3 separate regions of the Mus musculus genome follow, and regions 1 and 2 are each linked to region 3. The links are chromatin contacts, called in public HiChIP or PLAC-seq and Micro-C maps. All regions are on one chromosome and are shown on one strand. Each heading gives the region's core, a stretch centred on a gene start, on an enhancer-like site or on the middle of the called end of the contact. The rest is flanking DNA. Distances are from core to core; before and after follow the strand shown. Region 1 holds the start of Npnt (nephronectin). Region 2 overlaps Arhgef38 (Rho guanine nucleotide exchange factor (GEF) 38). Region 3 holds the start of Cxxc4 (CXXC finger 4).

What was found. A called contact is a pair of places that touch in the nucleus more often than the background predicts. HiChIP or PLAC-seq counts read pairs in DNA pulled down with a chosen protein or histone mark.
Region 1: a contact with region 3 is called in a Micro-C map of embryonic stem cells, with 5 times the contacts expected there. The contact joins the promoter of Npnt here to the promoter of Cxxc4 in region 3. A contact is called at or near these places in 4 of 484 Hi-C or Micro-C datasets (all in embryonic stem cells) and 1 of 9 other capture datasets (embryonic stem cells).
Region 2: an H3K4me3 HiChIP or PLAC-seq map of embryonic forebrain shows a contact between it and region 3, with 6 times the contacts expected there. The contact joins the enhancer-like site here to the promoter of Cxxc4 in region 3. A contact is called at or near these places in 5 of 39 promoter capture datasets (cranial neural crest, frontonasal cranial neural crest, liver and 2 more), 1 of 484 Hi-C or Micro-C datasets (uterus) and 4 of 115 datasets of contacts at active chromatin or transcription factors (embryonic forebrain, embryonic midbrain, forebrain and 1 more).

The regions. Positions count from the first base shown.
Region 1 is chr3:132,948,937-132,951,636 of GRCm38.p6, forward strand. Npnt (nephronectin) reads right to left here and starts at 1,355. Exons shown (of 14, transcript NM_001287101.1): 1 at 1,037-1,355. The coding sequence starts at 1,107.
Region 2 is chr3:133,112,039-133,114,738 of GRCm38.p6, forward strand. Arhgef38 (Rho guanine nucleotide exchange factor (GEF) 38) reads right to left here. Exons shown (of 14, transcript NM_001368752.1): 14 at 240-2,700. Among named protein-coding and RNA genes, the nearest start is that of Ints12, 22 kb to the left of the region's middle. Within about 2 kb of position 1,408, at least 3 of the 459 cell types and tissues checked have an H3K27ac peak or open chromatin away from gene starts, as enhancers often do.
Region 3 is chr3:134,235,046-134,237,745 of GRCm38.p6, forward strand. Cxxc4 (CXXC finger 4) reads left to right here and starts at 1,450. Exons shown (of 4, transcript NM_001004367.4): 1 at 1,450-1,641; 2 at 1,767-1,842.

The sequences.
Region 1 (2,700 bases), core at 105-2,604, 1.3 Mb before region 3:
TGTGTGTGTGTGTGTGTGTGTGTGTGTGTGTGTGTGTTTCTTTGTAAATGGACACCTAGGCTGTGTGTGTGTGTGTGTGTGTGTGTGTTTCTTTGTAAATATGTGTGCCCCAAAGTAATGCACCACAAATCCAAATGTGGGCAAAGAATTGCTTTTGGAAAATAAAAGGCTTAGCCTCTGGCTGCTTTCCACTCTTCTTTAAACTCTTTATCTCTTCAATTCATCTTCGCTTTACCCTCAGGCTCAAAGTACAAAACAACCCCAACTTCTATTTCCTCCGACCAGGTGGTGAACCGGGAGCGGGTGCCTTTTTCTTCCGCGCTCCGAGGCTTTTCCTCTGGTCCCCTCCAGGGACAGGAAAGCCAATCAATCCTGGAATTGATTCGTTCCAAGATTGCAGGTAAAACAGGTGCGGCATCTTCAAGGCAGCCCTGGGACAAGCTCTGAGGGATGGGGACAGGGGTGAGTGGTGGTGTGAGCCAGCGGGAAACCTGTCCAGCTGAGGCCTTCAGTGGGGACTGAGCCCGGGATCTCCGGGGAGATCGCGCGGTGCGCTGCCTTGGGGGGACACGCTGAGTGACAGCAGAGACCCTGCCGGAGGTTGTTGGGACCTGTCAGAGCAAGCAACAGTCAGGCCCGCCAGGTCTGAGCGGTGCCGCGTGCTACACACACACACACACACACACACACACACACACACGCACCCCGAGCGCCTCCTCTCAGTACTCATGTTAAGCTTGTGTACACCGTCCCCCCTCCGAACCACAAACCGAGAGCCCTCGGGTGCCATTTGTTCCAAGTACGGTCCTCGCCGCCACCCTTTGTCGAATCGCCGGGTCACCTGCAAGTTTCCCCTCGGGACACAGTCCATCCTGATCACTGGCTGTAGGGACGCTCCACGCGTCACCTGTGTCCCTGCTCCTGCCCGCTCTCACCGCACACGGGGCACGAGCCTCTCTTTCTCCTGAGCCCGGAGCCAGGCTGCTCCACTCGAGGTCCCTGAGGGAAAGGGGAGGGCACCCGAGACCCGCCTCACCTCCCGTCGAAGTCGGCAGCCACCTGCAGGTAGAGCGAGGACGCGAGCACCGCCGCTAGGAGCACAGCCATGCCGGAGGACCGGGACGCGGGGACGCTGAAGGTTGCGGGGAGCTGCGCGTCCCGGGATCTCCCGGCCGCCTTCGGCGCGGCACCCGCGGCTGCTGGGACGCACAGAGCGCAGCGCGCAGCCGGGCAGGTCTGCGGCGGGCTGGCAGAGCCCCTCCGGCTCCCTCCTGGCGAGGGGAGGCGCTGCGGCGGGAGCCGCGCCGCCCGCGGGGAGGGGCGAGGCGGGAGGGACGCGCCGCGCAGCCCGCCGCCCTCCCTGCCCCGCCGCCCTGGTGCCCTGGGCGCGCGCCGGGGCTCGCCCCTCCCCGGGCCCCAGGGGCAGGGGCGGCTCAGGGGCGGGGATGCGGCGCGCAGGCAGCCTCGGCCACGGGTGGCGCTTGCCCCCGGGCTGCGAGAAAAGTTGGGAGCAGAGCTAGGGAGAGGGCTTGTCGGGTGACCTGCCTGAAAAAGTGAGCCCAGCCGCCAGAGGCTGGGGCGACAGTGGGGTTGGAAGTGGAAGTACGCGTTCTGTGGGGGTAGACAGATGCCCCCCCACATACACACACAGGTGGTCTATAGGGGAGAACCCAACTTTTCTGCACCTACCGGAGGGGTTCCTGGACTGATGAAGGCAGGCAGACCCAGATTGCTTCTCCTACAGAGCTGGAATATCCCTGCACCTTTTAACGGGGGTGGGGAGTGTGGTGGGGGGGGTTCGGCTCTCAGGTCGAATTTTGAAGAAGAACTCTGGGCTCAGGAGAAAGAGAAGAACCTTGGAAAACTGTCTGTGTCCTGAAGCTCCACTTGGTGCACCCCCGTGGGTAGGGCAAGTGCTCCACCCCAGAGGAAGGGGAGTTAGTTACCACTTAGCTTGTGGTGTAGCTGGTCTTGAGGGGACCTCTTTAGAACCATTTGAAGTAGTTACTGAGCTATCATAAAAAGCATTGCACCAAAGGACTGAAAAGAAATGATTTTCATAAATATACGTTCAAACTTAAATCATTCCCGTCCTTAGGCCATACCCCCAATGGCTGGCTGTCCTGTCCTCTCTCTCTTCAGTCCATGATCTCCTGGCCTGGCACCCTCTAGGCATGCATTGAAGAGGTTGTGTGTATAGCTGAATCTCACTTCCTTGCCTAAAAGTCACCCTAAAAGCCAAATATGAATGCTGTTTAAAATTCTTATCTTCCCCTCTGGTGTCACGTCCAGCCATACTTTGCCTTCCCCCCCCCATTGTACTGATCTTTTCTCTTACAGCATAATTTGTTTATCTATGTCTTCTTTCTGTTGTAATGTAAACTCTCCAAGAAGAGCTATCTTTGTTTAGTGCCTACAACATTGCCTGGCACATAGTAGGTGCTCATAAATGTTAATCGAAAGTATTTGCTACCGTACATTCAACTGTCACTCCGTTCGCATCATTTTAAGGTTTCTGCTACTTCAAATTGTTAACGAAAAGTTCTGTGCCAGTTTGGTTACACTATCCTGATTTATCAGTATGTGTAAAAACAGGACTTTTCTGCAAGAAAAGGAAAAATAATAGTTCTTTGATTTCCAAGTTGCTTCTGTTAGCAAAAGAAGTTTCTATTTTAATCTCAGAAAATTATCCTTGCCGGT
Region 2 (2,700 bases), core at 158-2,657, 1.1 Mb before region 3:
GTAGAGATTTAGAATTGACAATTCGAACTATCCTGGTCAGTATCCTTTTCCTGTTTTTCATATTGTAATTTATGAGATCAAGCATAGAATTTAGTGAATTGAAAATAGATGAAATGACACAGAAAGAATGCTGGTCTTAAGATGCAATGATCTGGTCTTCAACTCCTTTGTGTTAGTTTCCTACTTTATAAAACGCAGTTCAGATGAGATAAAATGAAAAGACTTAATACAAACAACCCCTGGTTTATAATGCTTTACTGTTTTCTTATTTTTCAGTAGTGTGAAAGTCACATACATTTAGTTGCATCTGCACTTCAAGTCATCTTCCTGTGTTGCTCACATATTCTGAAATTCTATTTCATTTCCAGGCAGGGGCAAAAGGTTGCAGCTCCCAGTATTCATGTGATCATGCCACCAAGCAACTGATACTCTCTATATAGCAATGACTTTCTGAACAATGTGATAGTCAGTAGATCAGGATGTTTTAAACACATGGTGAGTATATCAGGTTATAAGTCCACTATAAAAGCACATCTGTATTTAAAAGTTAGATGATTCCAGATCTTGACGAGGGCATGATAGTAGTTTTATTAGTTACAATTATAAATTGTCACGACCCCAGGTTTCACAGGAAATACATCACTTTTAACAACATGAAATTTTAGTAGTACAAAAGTCAGAAGAAATTAGAAATGTGATGGATACATTCAGATGCCTCAGTGGAATTTTAAGCAAAACAAAACAAATTTAATTTAGTAAAAATATATTCCCAGGATTTCCAACCAAGAACATCTTAGGTCTAGTCTTTTCCAACGTGTTGACCTGTTTTTCAAAATACGCAAAATTTACCTGCATCTAACCAGAGTGTACAACCGTGAAAATCGTAGCTACGTAAAGACCCCAGGGTGAGAGCCAGTAGAACTGAAGTACTATAGTTTGGACTGGATTGATTTTACATCTATGTGTGTATAGAGAAGGAAGCAACTACAGAATTAGACTTTGAAGATTTGTATTCTTTACACAGAATCTATTCCTACAGGATTCCAGGTCCAGTGTCTGTCTACTCAGTGAACTGCAACCACCTCACTGACCATAATATAAACGTATAGGATCATTTGGTCTGAATTTTGTAAGGTCTGAATATTTTCACTAGTTAGCAATGCAGTGCATATATTAGGAAGCTGTAGTACTACAAACAACTTAAAGGGTGAGGGCTTTATTTCTTATAATTTCCTCCTTTTATTCATACAGCTCTGTTGAAGTCAATGTGGTAAATAAAGATCCAAGAAGTGACAATTCCATGTCTCAGTAGCTGAAACAACCCTTTGTGTAAACCACCCAGACTGTGTTCATTACAAATAGCATCAGGCATTTTAAAAGCAGTTTCTCAAAATCTGGATTGTATTTAAATCTGGATTGTATTTTGGAACGATTTGGAATGTTCCAGCATTTAACATCTGGTACCCATTGCTTCACTGCTGTGACTAAACATGCATTTATCTCTTCCTTACCTCCTCCTGTCCTTCAAAGTCAAGATATTTTTTCTGAAGTATAAGATAGGTTAAGAAAGTGGCTTTGTGATTTTTTTCATGAATCTGCACCAATGATAATTTTATATTACCAGACAGATATTTTACACTCTATATTATATATACTAGTAGTTTTTAACTACTAGAATCTCAAAATGAAATGTAAATAAGATGCATATATTTTTATTTATTTAAAAAAAACTAGCTACAAAAGCTTCCTCTTCATCTTGGTAAACAAAATATTGCCCACTTCAGAGGATCCTATTCTGTATAATATTAATTTAAAAAGGAATATAACAAAATACATTAGCATGCCTAGTTGTAATTATAACAATGCAACTAATGGCTTAATCTTTTGAATTGCTTACATATATATACAACCTATAAGCTATCTTGGAAATGTATTTTTCTGAGGTCTATTAAAATAATGTCTAATTTCAGAATTACAGGGTACTTGATTTTAAGTAAAAGAAGTAGAAAATGAAGGTCGTATATAATTTTTCAGAGCTCATGTATAGTAAAGTGCTCATCATGATAGGAAAGTTGCAGTCACTGGCTTCATGACAGTTCTTTCTCAGGAGTTAACTCAAGGGTTGCTTTTCCTGGCATGGATTTTTCACAGGTCAGACAGGAAGCATCACTCCTAGGGCCACATCAGTACACAAAACTTCTCCTGCATCTAATCACTGATTTCAGCCAGAAAGCACAACTGTGCTATTTATATAATCCTTCATTTTTGTGTAAAACATTGAAGTTTGGTGTACAGGTGTGCAGGTGCACACAGCCATGAATAAATCATGCCTCTTTCGACATTTTCATAGTGTCCTTAAGTAGCAACTTTGGATTTCTTTTTGCTTAACCTTAGGCAAACAAATTCATGCTTTAAAATTGAATTTAAAGAGCAACTAATCTTTTTTAAAGTCTCTAATATCTTTTAGAAAGTATTTTGTTGCCCTACTTAAAAAAGAAAACTTTATACTAAATCAAAGTCACAAGAACTTTATAAAGCTACTTTAATGCACTTAGTAGTAGTATAAGCTGTTTCTTTCATAATAGAATTCTATTTCTGGTTTGGGGAGCAGGTATCGTATTCAGCCAGCTGGATTATTTTGTTGTAGAACTCTTTATTTTGTTGTAGATATTGCTCAGTAATAGATGTAACCATATATAT
Region 3 (2,700 bases), core at 200-2,699:
CTTTATTCTATTTTTAAACAAGCATAGTCTGATTTTGTTTGCTTTTAGAAGACTCATTCAGAGTCACATATTGTGGTACAGGTCTAGAACCCCAGCACTGGGGAGTCTGAGCCAGGATGACTGCCAAGAAGGGAACCAGGCTAGCCTGAGCTGTATAGCAAATTCTAGAAATTCCTGGGATACAGTGTGAGATCCCTTCTCAAAATCCCTTCCAAGTGGGTAGGGGGAAAGGAGAAAGAATCACATTTAAAAGGACTTAAACATTTACATCCTATTTCATGCCTGTTTCTTTCAGTGTGGACAGCATGTGTTTAGTGTATCTCGGTTTCTTTGAGGCAGGAAGGAAGGGGTTAATTCATAGTTGGATTTTATGAGTTTTATTTATATGCGATGTGTGCTAAATACTTATCTTTCAGTTTGAAGTATTTTCCCCAGGTGATGGGAAGTAAAAATGCCCATCACATTAAAATTAGTTAAAAGAGATCATTTAGATATGAAAGTAAAGTTTGGAATTAAAATTAGGGAGGTGGGATAGATATTTGACTCCTTGGAATTACCGGATGAAAGAGTAAAGGGGGAGGGCGAAGCTTTGTAGGGCAGGAAGACCCGGACACAGTGGGAATGGAAGGCGGTGTGGGAGAAGAGAGAAAGGCAGTCACAGACTGAGACCGGTCAAGCATCACATCAAATTTTTTACATTCCGGCATAATAACATTTCAGGGATTCGAACCAGCAGAACACCAGTCCCTTTCCCCCTTACTTTAAAACGATAATGATTCTCTTTTAAAGAGTCTCTCCCGGCCCCGCCAGGAAGATCCTTTAAAAGCACGCGACCGGGATGTGAAACTGAGAGAGTCTTCCTGCAGCACACAGGACCTCCCCTCTGTGTCTGGCACAGCTCTTCCCAGCTCAGCCAGGGAACCCAGACAAGTTTATTTACACACCCCCCCGCCCAGCGTGCACAAACACACCCGCAGAGAGCGAGGGCGCGAGGGGCGGGAACGCCCTCTCTTCCATCCCTTCCAAACAATTATCTGCCAGAAGAAAAAAAAAAAAAAAAAAAAAAAAAAAAAAAGCAAATCCTTCGCCGCGCCGGAGGCTGGCGGGGTGGCGGGCGAGCCGGGAAACGTGGCCGCGCCGGCGAGCTGGGGATTTGTGAAAAGGAGCGCTGGCCCGCGTGCGCCTCTTGTTCCCCGTGTAATTTGCAGCCAATCATCGGGAGGTGTCCGCGCCCTGCGTCCTGCTCACCTCGGCCCGCCCCCGCCCCCGGCTCCGCACCGCCTCCCTCGCCTTTCTCCGCGCTCCCCTCCCCCAGCCACCGCACACACGCACACACACAAACAGAGCGAGGGGGGGGGGGGTGAGAAAGAGAGAGAGAGAGAGAGAGAGAGAGAGCGAGAGAGCGAGAGAGAGAGAGACTCCCCGGCTCCCTCCCTCCCTCCCTCGCACACAGCGACTGGAGACGGACCGGGAGCAACGCGCCGGGAAGAGCAGAGACCACCGACAACAGCCCCGCGCTCTCCCACACACGCTCACACTCGGCGCTTTCCTCTCCACCCCCACCTCCTCCTCCTTCCACCCCCTCCACTAACACCATCTCCTCCTCCTCTCTACAACAAGAAAAAAAAAAGCCATTTACAGGTATTTTTTTTTCATCCGCATATTTATTTACCCCACCCCCCCATTCCCAACAGTTTGTTTACAAGTATTAAAGTTGTAATTGGGAGCTGCCAAGACACATCTGGATTTGTGTTTCTTTGTGTTAGGGGGTGATGTGCAACTAATTAAAGGCAGACTGGCAGCGTCTGTAAATTCTAAGGCTCCCCAAATAAAAAGAGACTGGTAAGTGATTGTTCTTTCTCTTCCTCTGGCTTCCCCGCTTCTCTTTCTCTCTTAAATGTTTGCTGTCCGGTGGGATTGTAAAAGTAGATTAATGCTGGTCTCCAGCAATAAAAACCGTGACTGTATTAATTAATTAATTAATCTGCACCGGCCCCTCCTCCTGAATGTTAAATATGACCTTTGATCTCCATGTCTCTGGTAGATCAGACATACAGTATTAGGCATGTACAGTCACATTGTTCAGAGGCAAAGCAGGATCATGAAGTATGGATGTTTATTTTAGCTTTGGTGTTAGAACTATAGTTATTGGTGTGTGCTTTATTTTGTTGCTAAATAAAAGCCAAACAATAGCTGTGGCTTAGGTACCTTTTTTTCATGCTCCAGGGATGCATTGATTAAACAATAATGACCTGGATGCTGGGCACAATCCTTTTCTACAGTTTCTGGTGGTATTGAACCTAGAGGAGGGAAGGGGGGGGGAGGTAGTAGCAATTGGAGAAGCAAGGACAGCTTGTTTGGAAACACCATGCTAAGACTCTGAAAGGGGGATATTAGATCCCTTCTTTATTTGGAACAAGGTCAAAAGACTAAAATGTTAGTGTCCCCTCCCCTCAGTGGGATGATGCCCATTGCATGGTTGGCGGAACTAGTTTCTAGTGACTAGCAGTTATTATGATCTTGCATCTTCAATGTAATTCACAGAAACGGAAGCTGTATGTGTATTCTTACTGTGTCTTTCCCCCCAGACCCTAGCAAGTGTCAGGAATATTTAGCCAGGAGGATTTGGGGGGCACCTTTGTATTGTCATCAGGCCTCAGAAGGGAGCAGTTTTCCCTAATGTGAAACCACAGAGGTGGT